Linked DNA regions of Macaca mulatta: region 2 is linked to region 1. A link is a contact called in public Hi-C data. All regions are on one chromosome and are shown on one strand. Each heading gives the region's core, a stretch centred on a gene start, on an enhancer-like site or on the middle of the called end of the contact. The rest is flanking DNA. Distances are from core to core; before and after follow the strand shown.

The links. A called contact is a pair of places that touch in the nucleus more often than the background predicts.
Region 2: a Hi-C map of cortical neurons shows a contact between it and region 1, with 2.4 times the contacts expected there. The contact joins the promoter of MAP3K2 here to the promoter of IWS1 in region 1. A contact is called at or near these places in 2 of 14 Hi-C or Micro-C datasets (cortical neurons and fetal cortical plate).

Annotation. Positions count from the first base shown.
Region 1 is chr12:9,750,619-9,758,468 of T2T-MMU8v2.0, reverse strand. It overlaps IWS1 (interacts with SUPT6H, CTD assembly factor 1), which reads right to left and starts at 3,367. Exons shown (of 17, transcript XM_077956771.1): 1 at 3,064-3,367; 2 at 118-233. The coding sequence starts at 3,097. MYO7B (myosin VIIB) reads left to right here and starts at 3,442. Exons shown (of 48, transcript XM_077956735.1): 1 at 3,442-4,831.
Region 2 is chr12:9,896,884-9,904,733 of T2T-MMU8v2.0, reverse strand. MAP3K2 (mitogen-activated protein kinase kinase kinase 2) reads right to left here and starts at 4,227. Exons shown (of 17, transcript XM_015109853.3): 1 at 3,703-4,227.

The DNA of each region.
Region 1 (7,850 bases), core at 2,118-4,617:
CTTTTCTCTCAGAGATTAAACCCTAAACTGTCACAGAGATTCTGTAACTCCTATAACATAACAGGTCTCACAGAATGCAAGGGAAAAGCCCTCCCAAAGATGTTGGTTAGCCAATACCTCTGAATGACGTTCTACACTTCCAGTGTCTGATCCGGAGTGTTGCTCATTTACATCATCCTCACCGTCTGACCCTGAATCTCGTTCATCCTGTACTGGGGTAGCACCACCATCATCTGATTAAAAACAAAACAAAAACCAACTTATGGTGTAAGATGAATGACATCTACAGTGAAATGAACACACTGAATCAAGAATAACGTAAATGCAAAAGTTACCACTGAGGAAGCATAACTAAAGATGCTAATATTTTGAATAAGACAATACTCATACAAATACCAACAATCCTAACACGTACTGTGAAATATGTGGCAGCAAAACTACACCATAAAAACAATTTGTAGCTTAAGAAACAACACTAAACACCAAGTCAACAATTTATTTCAACTTCATGTTAAAATTGGGTCTGTCTTTCTCTACAGGGCATTTACCACCTTCTAATATTACTACCTGAAGTTATTTTGTTTAATGTGGGTCTTCTTCACTTGAATGAAAGTGCCACAAGAACAGGGATTTTGGTTCACTGCTAAATCTCTGGAGCCCAGAACACTGCCTAGTACCTGATATACAGTAAGTATTTGTTTACAAATGAAGAACACAAGGAACTCCAGTCCAAAACTACTGAAAATTTCTTCAAGAAAAGCATATATAAAATTGTAAATAAAAACTGTTACCCAACTTTCTTTAATATTTTTGTTGAAATGGGGTCTTGCTATGTTGTCCAGGCTGGTCTCAAACTCCTGGCCTCAAGCGATCCTCCTGCCTTTGCCTCCTAAAGTGCTGGGATTACACCCAGCCCCAATGCTTTAAAAATACAGAGTAAAATCGTATTGAGAGGAAGTTAGGGTTGAGAAGATAGGAAGACTTAACAGTTTTATAAAAATAAGCAAGTTTTAAAAAATGTAGTCAACTACAGGAAAACCAAAACGTTCTATAAGAATGAAATCACATTCTCCTTTAGGCAGCCACATGGAGGGGGGGGAAGAAGAATCATTATGATACTATCGTATTAATGAGCTAATCTACTTAGCTAAGAAGAATATACGGTCATGACAAAAATAATAGTTTTGAAGTTTAACAATTATGCTGCAACAGTGGGAAGACAGGGGAGAAGGGGGCACATAGGCTAAAATGTCCTAGCATAACAGATCATTAGAGAATGCCTAAAAATGATGCAGCAAGAGAGTGAACGAATTAGGAATACACAGGTAAACACCCCAAACAGCTAAAAGAATGTGAAGTGGGTGGAGGGAGTAAGTCAGGGAACTGCTATTTTTCTGTTACCTCTTTTAGTACTTAACCTATGTACAAGTATTACATACAATTACTTTTTTTTTTTTTTTTTTTTTGCTCCTTTTGTCCAGGCTGGAGTGCAAATGGCGTGATCTCAGCTCATTGTAACCTCCACCCCCAGGGTTCAAGTGATTCTCCTGCCTCAGCCTCCTGAGCAGCTGGGATTACAGGCGCCCGCCACCACACCTGGCTAATTTTTTGTATTTTTAGTAGAGAACGGGTTTCACCATGTTGGCCAGGCTGGTCTCAAACTCCTGACCTCAGGTGATCCGCCCACCTCAGCCTCCCAAAGTGCTGGGATTACAGGCGTGAGCCACCGTGCCCAGTCCACTTTTTAAAAAGTAACTTAAAAACACAAATGAATGGAAAAAAAACTATTTTGAAAGTATCAGGAAAGTGTTTTTTTTTTTTTTTCCGAGACAGAGTCTTGCTCTGTCGCCCAGGCTGGAGTGCAGTGGTGTAATTTCGCTCACTTGCAACCTCTGCCTCCCAGGCTCAGGGCTCAAAGGATCCTCCCACTTCAGCCTCCTGAGTAGCTGGGACTACAGGTGTGCACCACCACACTAATTTTCGCATTTTTTTGTAGAGACGAGGGTTGGGGGTGGGAGGTAGGGGCGTGGCGGGGTGGGGGTGGTGTCACTATGTTGCCCAGGCTGGTCTCGAACTCCTGGGTTCAAGCCATTGGCCGCCTACGCCTCCCAAAGTGCTGGGATTACAGGCATAAGCCACCGCACCTGGCTTAGGAAGGTGTTTTTAAGCAGTGAATGCTTGGAAAACCCTTTGCAGTCATTACAATTCACTGTCCTATGTAAGGAAAAGCAATGAACTCAAAACAGTAAAGAGCTTAACGCTTAAACCATTGAGAACTCAAGTTTTTTTTTAATTTTTTTTTAATTTTCAATTTTTGTGGCTACATAGTGGGTGTATTTAAGAACTTTTGAGACAGAACCCCCAATACAACTAGCACACAAAGGGAAAGCAAACCCCACGTGTTTCCCACACCAGGTTCTGCTTCACTTATCCTTAATCTCAGGTGCCGAGCACCGTGCCAGCAGAGTGGGCCCCATTAAGAGTTTACAGAATAAACAAACAGTAAAGAAAGGAGACCAAACTTCGGTGAGGAAGGTGAGGAGAAAGAGGAACCGTCTCAAGGTGGAAGAAAGGCACAAAAATCACAAGTGCCAGAAGTGCATTCCTTACTCTATGCATGCATCTGAAACATGCGTCCTGCACTTATGTCCGGTGTTGCAGGCAAGATTAAACCACTCCCTTAGGAGTGAAAAGTGTAGGAAGGATCCCCCGCCCCATCGCCCCTTGGATTCTCCAACTACTCAACTACTGAAAACTCTTAACAGAAGATACCTCTCCTTCCCTAGCACTTTGCACACAATAGGAGCTTAATATACGAAAGTGACTTCCCAATTTCAGCAAAAACCTTCGCCGATTCAGAAGAAAGCTTTCCCACCAGAATCCCGTCTCCAACGTTCTAGCTTCGAGGCTTGCAGCCGGTCAGTGGGCTCTTGCCCTCCTCGGGCCGGGTCGCGGGAGGGAAGGTTTCGGGGGCCTCCTTGCCCCCACCCGCGGGGTGCCAGGCCGAGACCCGCCGAGTAACTGCTCCGCCCCCCAGCCCGGTCCCCCAGGTCCCTGCCCCACCTGATTGGTCGCCGCTGTAATATTCCGAGTCCATGGCAGGCGGACTCTCAGCGGGGAGTGTCCGCGCCCCGCGCCGCCCCCGTCACCTCCTTCCAGGCGGTGTGACCCCGGAAGGCGCGGCTGAGTGTTCAGAGACTCCCGCCCGACCGGAGAACTTAACGGGTGCGGAGAGTAAGAAAGCGGCAGCGGCAACGGCGAATGCTTTGACCTGGAAGCGGAGGCAGGCTGGCAGGCTGGCAGGCAGGCAGGCACGCGAGCCGGCGCTCTACTTCCTAGAAGCACCGCTGGGGCCAAAATGGCGTCTGCCCACGACCCTCAAAGGAATGCAGCGCGCAGGCGCCGCAACCCGTCAACCGGCCAATGAGAAGACGCAACAGCACTGACGCCAAGGCACGGCCGGAAAGGAGACTCCTGGGAAAACTGAGCTGGAGCTCGGGCTTTAATTAAATACCTTGCTCGGGTGGATCCCGGTCTGGCCCCCGTGGAAATAACGTTATCGTTTATTCTTTATCATTTTCTAGATTCTGTGTCCGTGCCTTGTTTGAAGAGCTTTTGAGATACTCTTCCGAAAAATGAAGACCCGCTCAAATGACTTTTCCGTCATTCAGCCAAACCACGGTGGTTCCCGTCAGGCCCCGAGGCGCCTCGTTCCCGCCCGCAGTAGGCGAGAAAGCGAGCGTTGCTCCCTGGGACTTGTAGTACGACGACCGCGAGCTGTGATGCGTTACTAACTGGCGCGAGCCACGGCGCCTCCTCTCCCAGCGTCTTCCTCTCTTTCATCCTTGTTAAGAAGCTATTTGGCCAGCAGTAAGAAGTACACATCTTTGCTTCCAGAAGGGTTCCCCTGATGAAACACCGAGGAAGGTGAAGTTGAACTTTACCTGAGCCCTGTGTTCCTAGAAAACAGCGGTGATTAAGAAACCCCTTCGTCTATTTGTGTGTCTGGAACGGCACACTGTGAAGAACCACCCATCGCCACGTGACTCGGATAAAACGCGTGCAGATGACCCCCTTGTTTGCCTGTGACGAGGACAAACAGACCTTTCCCCTTTATTCTGAGCCTGTTAATAAAGCCAGACAGACCTTAAATTCCTGCTGCTGATAATCGAGTAATTAGTTGAGATTAGAACACTCCCCCGACCCCAAACTAGTTAGAGAATATTTTCTGTTCACCTGACTGAAATTTATCCTGATTGCAAAACAATCCCAACTGTCAGTCATTCCACCTTCCTCCCTATAAAAGGCAAAACTGCGCTGCCAAGACACTGATCGTCTCTGGAGTGCTCTCCCTGTTGAAATAGGCTGAGTAAAATCTATTTCCTTACTTGTTCATTTTAGTCTTGGACAGGGAGGGGAACATTCTTGACTTTTGATGGGAGGAGGGCCAGTAGAGGTTTAAGCAAAGATTCCCCAGGAGGTGTAGACATGTAGAAAAAGAGCGTTTTGTTACTACTACAGATATCTGACCCTTCGTTAGCCAGTCAGAGTATGCTGGCAGAGCCCAATTATAGGCTCCTGAAGAGGACGTGGGAAGAGAAGAAAGGGGAGAAGTGGTTTCTCTCTGGAAATTCCCATTTTCCTGCAAGAGAGTTCACGGATATTCTTTTCCGATGTGGTGGAAACAGCATGGAATCCAAATTCCTTATTTTCAGCTGTGGGAATGGCAGCTTCTCAGGCAGTCTTGAGAATCAGAAGAACAAAGAATGAGCAATGCCCGACACCAAATCACTTGATAGAAGATATCAAGGCTCTAAGCCCTCTTCTAAAGGTGAGAGTATACCTGTGTAAATGTAGAGTACACCTGTGTAAATGGAGCAGGATTAAAAGATGAAAATTCCAGGAAGAGTTTCGGTGGAAGAGAACCTTTTAGTTTCACCAGAGATGTAAGTCCAGCAGTCAGGAAAGTGGTTGGGTTATAAACAATGCAATTGCCAGATGATAATTACTGAATTTTAGCGTTAAAACTAACTGTACTGGTGGTTTGGAGAGTGGATAGAAACACTCTGGACACACAACAATGTTCTTAGCTCTAGAAGGCTGCAAAGAAGCATCAGATCTAACTTTTGTACTCAGAAAGTCAACAATTTAGTAAGACAGGACACCTCTTTCAAATGAATACAGAGCCTTAGTTAAAGCAGTGTGTTTATCAGTGGAAACACAGCTTACTGAGAGTTCCCAGAGCTCCTTCCTACCAGCTGGCTGTCCCTCCTGGATGCTGGTAGAGAAATTCTGTAGTGGCACAGATGTGTCTTTCTGAGTCTTGGCTGCCTTACATTTTCAGGACTGCCATCTCCCTACCCCTCACACCCCACCCCAGTGCAGTTGGCCCATGGCGGTGATTGGGAGGCACTCAGAAGAGAGGCTGTTTCCCACACCAAGGGTGCTAAGGACAGAGAAGGATGGAGGGGCAAACTTGCAGCAGTCCACAATGCTTCCTCCCTTAACAGATAACCCAGAGACACTGCATTCCCTAAATGAATGTAAGATGTATTTGGAGACACTCTGAAGACACTGCCATCTGCTGAACACGTAAGGGAGCAAGAGACCAAATAATATAAACAACAGCCTGGGAGCAAGAGACCAAATAATATAAACAACAGCCTGGCACCATCAGAGCTGTAGACTGGGGGCTTAGAGCCCTAGGTTGTGGCCCTATCACTGGGCTTATTGTACTTGGTGAGCCGGGACAAGCTACCAGTCTTCTATGAGCCTCAGTTTCCACATGTATCAAATGAGAGGGTTGAATCAGGTTTCAAGTCCTCTTAGCTTTTTTCTATGTCAAAGAAGCCAGGTCTCTAAGTCTGACCCAGCTTCTTGTGCTTGAGCCACTAGCAAGCCCTACCAGGGAAGACACAAACGAAACTTACTAGCTGTGTGACCTTGAGCAAGTTGCTGAACCTCTCTGTGCTTCAACGTCCTCACCTATAAGTTGGGGATAACAGTACCATTTATGTCACAGAGTTGTCATGAAGCTAAACGCACATATATAATTATATAATATGTTATAATTATATATATTACATGTATAATATTAAACATGATATATATAATATATATATATAAAATGATTCCTGGGACAGAATATTGTGAAATTAAATAATTCAAACTTTTTTTTTTTTTTTTGAGATGGAGTCGCGCTCTGTCACCCAGGCTGGAGCACAGCAGGTTGGAGTGCAGTGGCATGATCTTGGCTCACTGCAACCTTCACCTCTTGGGTTCAAGCAGTTCTCGTGCTTCAGCCTCCTGAGTAGCTGGGACTACAGGTGTGCACCACCATGCCTGGCTATTTTTTGTATTTTTAGTAGAGATGGGGTTTCACCATATTGGCCAGGCAGGTCTTGAACTCCTGGCCTCAGGTGATCCACCCACCTCGGTTTCCCAAAGTGCTAGGATTACAGGCGTGAGCCACTGCACCCAGCCAAATAATTCAAACTGAAAGCTGTTGGAACTTAAATTGTTCTGAGTCTTCAGAGGAATGTGACTATGCAGCCTGAGTCACATGTCATGCAGCTGCAACTTCTGCCGTTTTTCCCCCTGTAAACAATTGAGACTAAGTGGTGCCGGAGATAAAACCCCCTCAGATCACTCCCTCTCCTACAGAGTAATAATGTCATCTCGTTGGGATGCAGCATCCTGTAACCAATCAAATCACTGTAACATATGCACTGTCTTGTGTGGAAAATGTTATAATCCTGCTAAAATTTTTCTGTCTCTCTCTGTACAAGTAAAATTGAACTTCTCCACTTTGGAACGCTGAACCCATTCGTTTGGAGTTGAGGTCTCCTAGGTGGCTATCCGCACACTCAAGTAAACTCTATGTGTAATCATATTTTATGCATCTTATTATTTAAGATTAGCAATATATATGTTAGCTATTATCATTATTATTAGGCATTGTGAAGATACAAAAAACTAACATGATTCCTGCCTTGAGAAGCTTACAATTCATTAGGAAGTACTGCTTTGAGAAAAGAAAATGCTAAGAGGTGAATTGTGTGATGTGGGTAACAAGTACCATGGGAATTAAAAGGAGGGTGAGGCTAGAGTGAACAATCAGGCTGGCTTCTTGGGGGAGGGCGCTTGAGGTGATATTTGAAGGACAAAGGCCGATTTGGATGGAAAGATAATATTTCAATCATGGTAAGCTAACAGTCTACCATGTAGTTATGTTGTTATAACAACATCAACACATTTCAGTGGCTTGACGTGATAATAGTTTATTTCTTCCTCTTGTCAATGGGCAGTGGGGTCAGCGGTGAGGTGGAGGTTGCACTCTGCTCCTAGCAGTCATTCAGGGATCCAGGCTCTTCCCATATTGTGGCTCCACCATTTCCCAGGGCCTCAGAAGCCCCTACTGGATGCTCTGCATGCCACCAGCAGATGGGAGAAGAGAGTGTGTAGAAAGGTACAGGACATTTTAATGAGCCTAACCTGGAGTTGGAGGATCTCACCTACTCTCATTCCATGGCCCCTTCTAATTGTAAATGAGGCAGGAAAGAATATGTCCACTGTGGGACCAAGAAGTAAAGGAAAGTGATCTTGCTGGACATGCAGCATTCTAGACAAGGGTAAGAAATCCACCCCAGTACTTCTTTTCCCAGAAATGAAGTTCCTAGCAGTGAGCCTAAGCCTCCCACTCTCAACATCTTCCAAGAGCTAGGTGAAGTATTACTATCATCATAATTAGCATTATTAACATCATGTATTTAGTTTATTGAGTTGACACGTAAGCAAGTTTTGCTTTTCCTTATCAGTGTCTCAGTCTCCCCAAGGCAATAAGATTAGTC
Region 2 (7,850 bases), core at 2,978-5,477, 150 kb before region 1:
AATACATTTCTAGGTGGATTTTTTCTTTTTTTGAAGATAGCTTTCTTGATTTGGTTTTCAGTTGGATCATTATTGGTGTATGGAAATGCTCCTCATTTTTGTACATTGATTTTGTATTGACACTTTACTGGATTATTTGTCAAATTTAAGAGGTTTTTGGTGGCATCTTTAGGTTTTTCTAAAAATAAGAGAGATCATGTCATCAGGGAATAGGGTATTTTGACTTTTCCAATTTGGATGCTTCCATCAAGTCTCATTAATTTAAGAAATACAGCCAGGCACAATGGCTCATGCCTGTAATCTCAACATTTTGGGAGGCCCAGGTGGGAGGACCATCTGAGGCCAAGACTTTGCAACCAGCCTGAGCAATACAGTGAGATGCTAACTCTAAAAATAAAAATAAAAAATTAGGCTAGCCTGAGCCAGGCTCAGATGTTCTTTCAGCATTTCTTGGCAACGAATAATTTTTAATTAAGGTGTATACATTGCTTTTTTACAATGTCATTGCACACTTAACGACTACAGTATATTGTAAACATAACTATATGCACTGTGAAACTAAAAAAAGAAAAACAAAAGAAATACATTTTGTAAGGCTGTAACTACCATAGACAGTGATCAGATTCTTCTGATAGATCTGAGCAAAGTAAATTGAAAACCTTCTGGAAAGGATGCATCATTCTAGATGCCATTAAGAAAACTGATGATTCATGGGAGGACGTCAAAATACCAACATTAACAGGAATGTGGAAGAAGCTGATTCCAGCCCTCATGGATGATTTTGAGGGGTTCAAGACTTCAGTGGAGGAACTAACTGCAGATGTGATAGAAACAGCAAGAGAACTACAATTAGAAGTGGAGCTAAAACTTGAATGGATGAAAAGCTGCTTCTTATGGATGAGGAAACGAAGTGGCTTTTTTTTTTTTTTTTTTTTTTTGAGACAGGGTCTTGCTCTGTTGCACAGGCTGGTGTGCAGTGTCACAGCTCACTGCAGCCCTGACCTCCCCGACTCCAGCAATCCTCCTGCTTCAGCTTCCCAAATCACCACGCCCGGCCAACCTTTATATTTTTTTTTAATGAGATTTTGCCATGTTGCCGACGCTGTTCTTGAATTCCTTGGTGCAAGCAATCCTCCTGCTTCAGCCTCCCAAACTGCTGGGATTATAAGCGTGATCCCGTTACACCTGGACAGAAAGTGGCTTCTTGAGACGGAATCTACTCCTAGTGAAGATGACGTGAATATTATTGAAGTGGCAACAAAGGACTCAGAATATTACAAAAACTTAGTTGATAAAGCAATGATAAGCAACTTAGATAATAGTTGATAAGCAATTAGTTGATAAAGGGTTTGAAACAACTGACTCCAATTTTGAAAAATGTACTATGGTGAGCAAAATGTTATCAAATAGTATCACATGCTAAAGTGAAATCTTTCATGAAAGGAAGAGTCCATCGATGCGGCAAACTTCACTAATGTCTTATTTTAAGAAATTGCCTCAGCCATCCCAAACTTCACCAACCAACCCTTATCAACCACCCTTACTCGTCAGCAGCCATCAACATGGAGGCAAGACCCTCCACCAGCAAAAAGATTACAACTCTCTAAAGGCTCAAATGTTCTTTAGCAATTTTTAGCAATAAATAATTTTTAAATTAAGATATATACATTTTTAGACATAATGCCATTGCACACAATAGACTACAATATATTGCAAACATAACTTTATATGCACTGTGAAACTAAAAAATTTATGTGACTCACTTATTTCGCTTTATTGTAGTGGTCTAGAACCAAAGCCACAATCTCTAAGGTATGTCTGTACATGTATTTATAGATAAAGCAAATATGGCAAGATACCAACAAACGTTTTATCTACAGGATCATGATACAAGTGGTTTACTACTACCAGATTTTCTGCATACTCGAAATTGTCTGATAATAAAAAGTGGGAGGTGGGGGGAAACAGCTCCAATTCTATAGGGAAAGAGAAAATCAACCTGAAACCAACGCTGTAAGAAATGCAGAGTATCAAACATGACTTTATTTTAATACAGCACCTATTAGTTTACCCCTTTGGTACCAATAAAGTAAATGAGAAACAAAAGCTCCACCTAAAACATTGCTTAAAAGATTCAATCTCTAATGCAATCCAATTATTTAAGATAAGTCTTTAACAGCTAGTTTCTCAAAACAGGCACATGGATAACCATTCTATAATGATACCAGATACAACATAATTCAATAAGATTCAACATGTTTATATTTTAACCAAACAACAAATCAATCTGTAAACCATCCACGTTAACTTTGTAATTTCACTTTTTCTCCATAGAGATTGCAAGATCACAAATTTTCTTCAACTTGATAATATACTAGGAAAATTACGGCCTAGTATAATTGGGCATCAATAGATTTGTTAAACATTTGCAATTATGCACAAAGCTTCAATTACTCAAGGAAATGTATCGACTTTTTTTCAGTACAGAGCTCTGGCTCCTTATTTTTTCCTCTCACCATAGTTTAAAAAAATACAAAACTCATGCTAAAATGAGAATTTTCAGTTAGCTTATAAACACTGATTAGTAGCACTCCATACAAATGAAAAAAGAATCACACCATCAAACTTTCTACGATATTAAAATTTGACATCAAACTAAAAAACATTGCATAAGACAACTAACAAATCACTAAATTGCCACATAATCCAGCAACAAATTTTGCAACAAGGAAATCTCAAGCAAATAACCCAACTGTGAGTTCCCTTTGGGCATCAAGGTCAAACTACAAAAGTAAATTTGTAACTTTTCAAGATCTATGCTGTTTTACCAAATGTATTTCTTTTTTGTAAGAGAGTAATTTTTTCTGTCCAGTACTAGTACGCAAAAAGTAAAGGTATCTGAAGCCATCCTTTAAATTTTTTTTTTTAAGCCAAGAAAATGGTTTGGCAAAAGACATCGAAGATCTTACTTAAGGAAAACTAAACTGCGTCTATGTGTTTAGAATTTGTCCCATTAAAGAAACTGCCCAGTTAGTCTCATTTTCTCAACGTATTTATTTTTGCAAGAAATACTGTCTTCGAACCAAGCCTTCCTGGATTACTAGCTTCATGACCTTGGACAAATGCCTTAATCTCTCTGGGCCTCAAGTTTTCATCTGTAAAATGGGGCGATATACCCACTTCACTGGGCTGGGAAGATGAAGAGAAATAAGACATAACAACTGCCGGGCGCAGACTAAGGGCACCGTAAGTGCTACCTAAATATTCCGTGAAAAGGGGGAAACAACATTACATCAAAAGATTACCACACTATGACAGTGCAAAGACAAGCACTTTTTCGTTCACTGCATGTACCATTTCTGCTTCATCGCAAGACCAGCTGCAACCTTCCTTCTAAAATCTCTGCAGGGTACGTGTCTGACAGCTAACAGCCCAGCAGCCTATTTCGCGCTGACCTGGGCTTCAGGACGGGATGTAGGGGGCCCAAGGTCCGCCCTCCCTCAGTTAGGCAATCACCCAGCGAAATCTCCGCCCCTGGAGCGGCGCTTAGGCCGCCGCCAGCCCCCTCCCGGCGCCCAGCCCGCGGCCCCCCACACACACGCGCGCGCGCGCGCACACACACACACACACAAACACACACACACACACAAACACACACACACACACAAGCGCACACGCGCACGCACGCACACACGCACGTACCGGCAGCTCCGCAGGGACGTAGAGAGCCGCAGGCCCAAGGAGGGGCCGCCCCCGCCGAGCCCGCCCCTCCGCCCCAGCGCGGCCTGTCACCGCGGCCCCCGGTCGGGGGCGGCCGCGGGGCCCCCGGGGGCCGGAGGGGCGCGCGAGGAGTCGGGCGCGGGCCTCGGGGCCAGGCCCGTCCCTCTTTCACATGAAGCCTGGGCCGGGCGGGGTGGCGGGCGCGTCAATCCTCGCGGCCGGCCGGGTCCTCCTGGCGCTCCTCGGTGCTTCTGGCCGCTGCAACCCCGAGGCCCGCGGGGAGTCGGGCAGGAAAGGGGGAAGCCGCGGGCCCGCGTCGCCAGAGACCGGAGAAGAGGCGGGAGTGGCGACTCCGCGGACAGGGGAGCCGAGCTTCCTGGTCGTAGTCTTCGTCGCCGCCGCGGGCCGTGCAATCCCCGAACGCTGCGCCCACCCGCCGCGGCACCCTCGTCAGGCGCCGCCGCTGAGGGCAGGCAGCCCGGCCGCCACTACACACGGACTCGTGACGTCGGGCGTAGCGCGGCGCACGTCACGGCCGCTCGCTCGTGCGCGCGCACCCCTCCGCCCGCCGGTAGCGGAACCCGTCGCGGGCGCGCGCCCGGCTCTGGGGAGTGGGTCGGCGCCTGCGCAGAGGCCCGCCACGCCCACACACACGCCCGGCCCCCACCGGCCTGACGGCGCGGGGATTCCCAGTCCTGGCTCCGCCCCGGCCTCGGCCCCGCCCCATGGCCTCGGGCAGCCTGCGCTGTTCCGTGTGCGCGGCGCATACGCACCTGGGTTGTCTCGATCCCAGACATCCGAGTAGATCCCGTGAAAGGTCTCCCACGTGGGTTGCGGACGGGGCCCAAGGGTAGCAGAGCTAGCAGAGGCAGTGACGGACTGAGTCTGTGGCAGGTCGTTTGCAAAGAGAAAAGCCATCTGCCTCTTAATTTATGGCTCAAGTTTCAGAATTTTATTCCCAAGGGACTTTAGAAATTACTTCAGGCTTGCCACCTAACCTTAAACCACCCCCTTGGAGACCGGCTAAGTGTTATTTGTGTTTTCTGTTTAGTTTTTTATCACCATCGATACTTGGTTGTAACAATGGTTGTGTACATTGGTTGGCCCAGCAAGTATTACTTCTCCAGCTTAACAGATGTGGAAACTTCAGCCCAGAGACATGAGTTGACACTCCACCCCCAAAGCTAGAGTCTAAAACCCTTTCCTTCGCTCCTCATCGCCCACAGGATAAAATGCAAATTAATCAGACTAGCGGTGAGGCCCTCCGTGGTGTGCCTAACCGGCATCCCGAGGTTTTCACCCTACTTTGATCCAGAAAGCATCTTTCCGCCCCCTCTCTTCTCCCTTCCTTAAATACCCCTTACAACTTCCTGTACCATTCCTCCCTGTTTAGCTTCTACTTGGTTTCTTGGTACATGCTGGATCCACCCCTTTCATGCCTATTCCAGACCATATTTCCACTGCAGCATTTGAGATGAGAGAGATGGGAATGGGACTCACCGACCCAGAGGTAAGGAGCTATCCCAACTTGGGTTGATGGTCAAGGGACCTGGCACTTGTGCGGCAGAGACTGAGGGAGAAACTGTTGTGCAGTGTCAAACTATCTCTGGGTTTCCTCCAGGAATCTTTATTACAGATTCATTAACAGAGGTGTCAAAGGCACAGGAACAAGGATGTGCACCTCAGAAACACAGAGCTCAGTGGAAAATCAGTTTGCTTCTATTTGTTTAAAAAATGGAGGACTTTTATGCATAAATCTAAGACCTTCTTGAATCTAACATTCAAAGATCCGTATGCCACAGAAAGGAGGGTCTCAGAATGCCTGAGGATAGTATTTAAATCTGAAACATCGATATTGTTCGCCACAGTTATAGGGTCACCACAAACCAAGCATTCAATAAAAACGTGTTTGTTTACTAAGTAATCCAGAGATAAATTTTTTCCCCTCATAGTTCTGCTCATTTCTCCACTTCCTTCCCTCATTTACCACCCCTGGGGACTTCATTCACCTCTGGGTTCCTCAGAAACATCCCATGCTTATAGTTATAATAGATATTCTTTCTTTTTTGCCATTCTCTTTTATATTGGTGACTTTTCCTCTTGCTTAGATGTTAAATCTCTGACATCTTTGGTTGTTTTAGTATATATGATTACAAATTAGTGATCTTGGGATTTTTTTCTTGATGAAACCATCATTCAATGAATATTTTTTCACCTTCCTACTCTGTACCTGAGATTACAGTGATAAAATTATATAGTCCCCACTGCCCAGGAACTCAGAATCCTGTGAGGAAGGCAGACAGGTAAATGGAAAATGATAACACACTGTGACCTGCATCATGGGAGGCATGTGTATCAGGTGCCACAGCGGCAAGAGGAAGATGTCACAGGTGTGCCTGGGGAAGTGAGAGATGACTTCAGAGAGGAGATGTGGCGTGTTCCTTTCCTGTTGCTGCATAACAACAAACCGCCACAGACTTAGTGACTTAAAACAGTGTCAGTTTATTAGCTCCCAGTTATATGGATCAGAAGTTTGCACAGGGGCAAGGTTGAGTTCTCTACTCAGGGTATATTGCAAGGCTGAAATCAAAGTATCAGCTGGGCTGACTTCTTGCAAAGATCTTCCAAGCTCGTTCTTCTTTTAGGCACAATTCAGTTTTCTGTGGTTGTAGGATTGACATCCCCATTTCCTGAGCCTGCCTACAGTTCCGGAGGTCACCTGCATTCCTTCCATCCTTCCACATGACCCCTTCCATCCTGAAAGCCAGCGACAGAGACCTTCTTGCGTGCCAAACATCCTCCTACATCAGATCTCTGTCTAACTTCCTCTTTTGCTCCCAGCCAGAGAAAACTCTCTGCTTTTATTTTTATTTTATTTTATTTATTTTATTTTTTTGAGATAGGGTCTCACTCTGTCGCCCAGGCTGGAGCGCAGTGGTGCAATCTCGGCTCACTGCAATCTCCATCTCCCAGGTTCAAGAAATTCTCCTGCCTCAGCCTCCTGAGTAGCTGGGATTACAGGCGTGCGCCACCACGCCGGCTACGTTTTGTATTTTTAGTAGAGATGAGTTTTCACCATGTCGGTCAGGCTGGTCTCGAACCCCTGACCTCATGATCCACCCACCTTGGCCTCCCAAAGTGCTGGGATTACAGGCGTGAGCCACCGCGCCCAGCTTTGAAAGAGTGCATGTGATTAGATCAGGCACACTGACAATCTGTTCTTAACATCAACATTGTCACATAACATAGCCTGATCATAGGTGTATAATTCGTTATATTCACAGTACTGAGGGTTATGCAGGCTATGTACACCAGCCGTCACGGATCTGCAGGGACATCTTAGAATCTTGCTGGCCACATATCGTGCCATGGCTGGCAACTGAAACTTGAATGGGGGTAGTTAATTGCTGGAAGAAATAAGGATGGAGGAGTCTGCATTCCAGGCAGAGGGAATCCTGTGTGTCCAAGCTTGGAATTATGAGGGAACATGCCCTGCCTAGGAATGGCAAGAGTTGCTGGCCACTGGGTTTTGGGAGAAATGCAGGCAGGGGTGAAGCTAGAGAAGGAAGAGAGCTGCCAGGAGATTGGGAAGGAAGGATAGTAGAGCGGGCCAAACTGCTAGGAAGGGAGATAAAGGTCTAAAGGTCTGAACCACAGCTGTGGCCATGAAAATGATATGAGTACTGTTCGTTGGGATTCATTCAACTGCAATGAACAAGACACCTGGCCCAAAACAGCTTAAACCGTGAGATTAATTTTATCACATAACAAAAATCCAGTAGAGGGGTCCAAGGTTGCTTAGGGCTGTGAACAGGCATATTGAGAATCAAAAGATGGCCATCTCAGCTCCAAACATCATGACTTCCTACACAGAAAAGAAGGGGGAACCGTCCCTCTGTTTCTTTCCCTTACTCTTTTTTAAAATAAATTTTTTGTTTTAGAATGTTGACGAAAGAGTCAAACTCTGTAATTGAAGAGATTTGTTCTGAGCCAAGTATGAGTGACCATGGCCTGTGATACAGCCCTCAGGAGATCCTGAGAACATGTGCCCAAGATAGCCAGATTACAGCTTGGTTTTATACATTTTAGGGAGACATAAAGCACCAAGCAATACATGTAAGGTGTACATT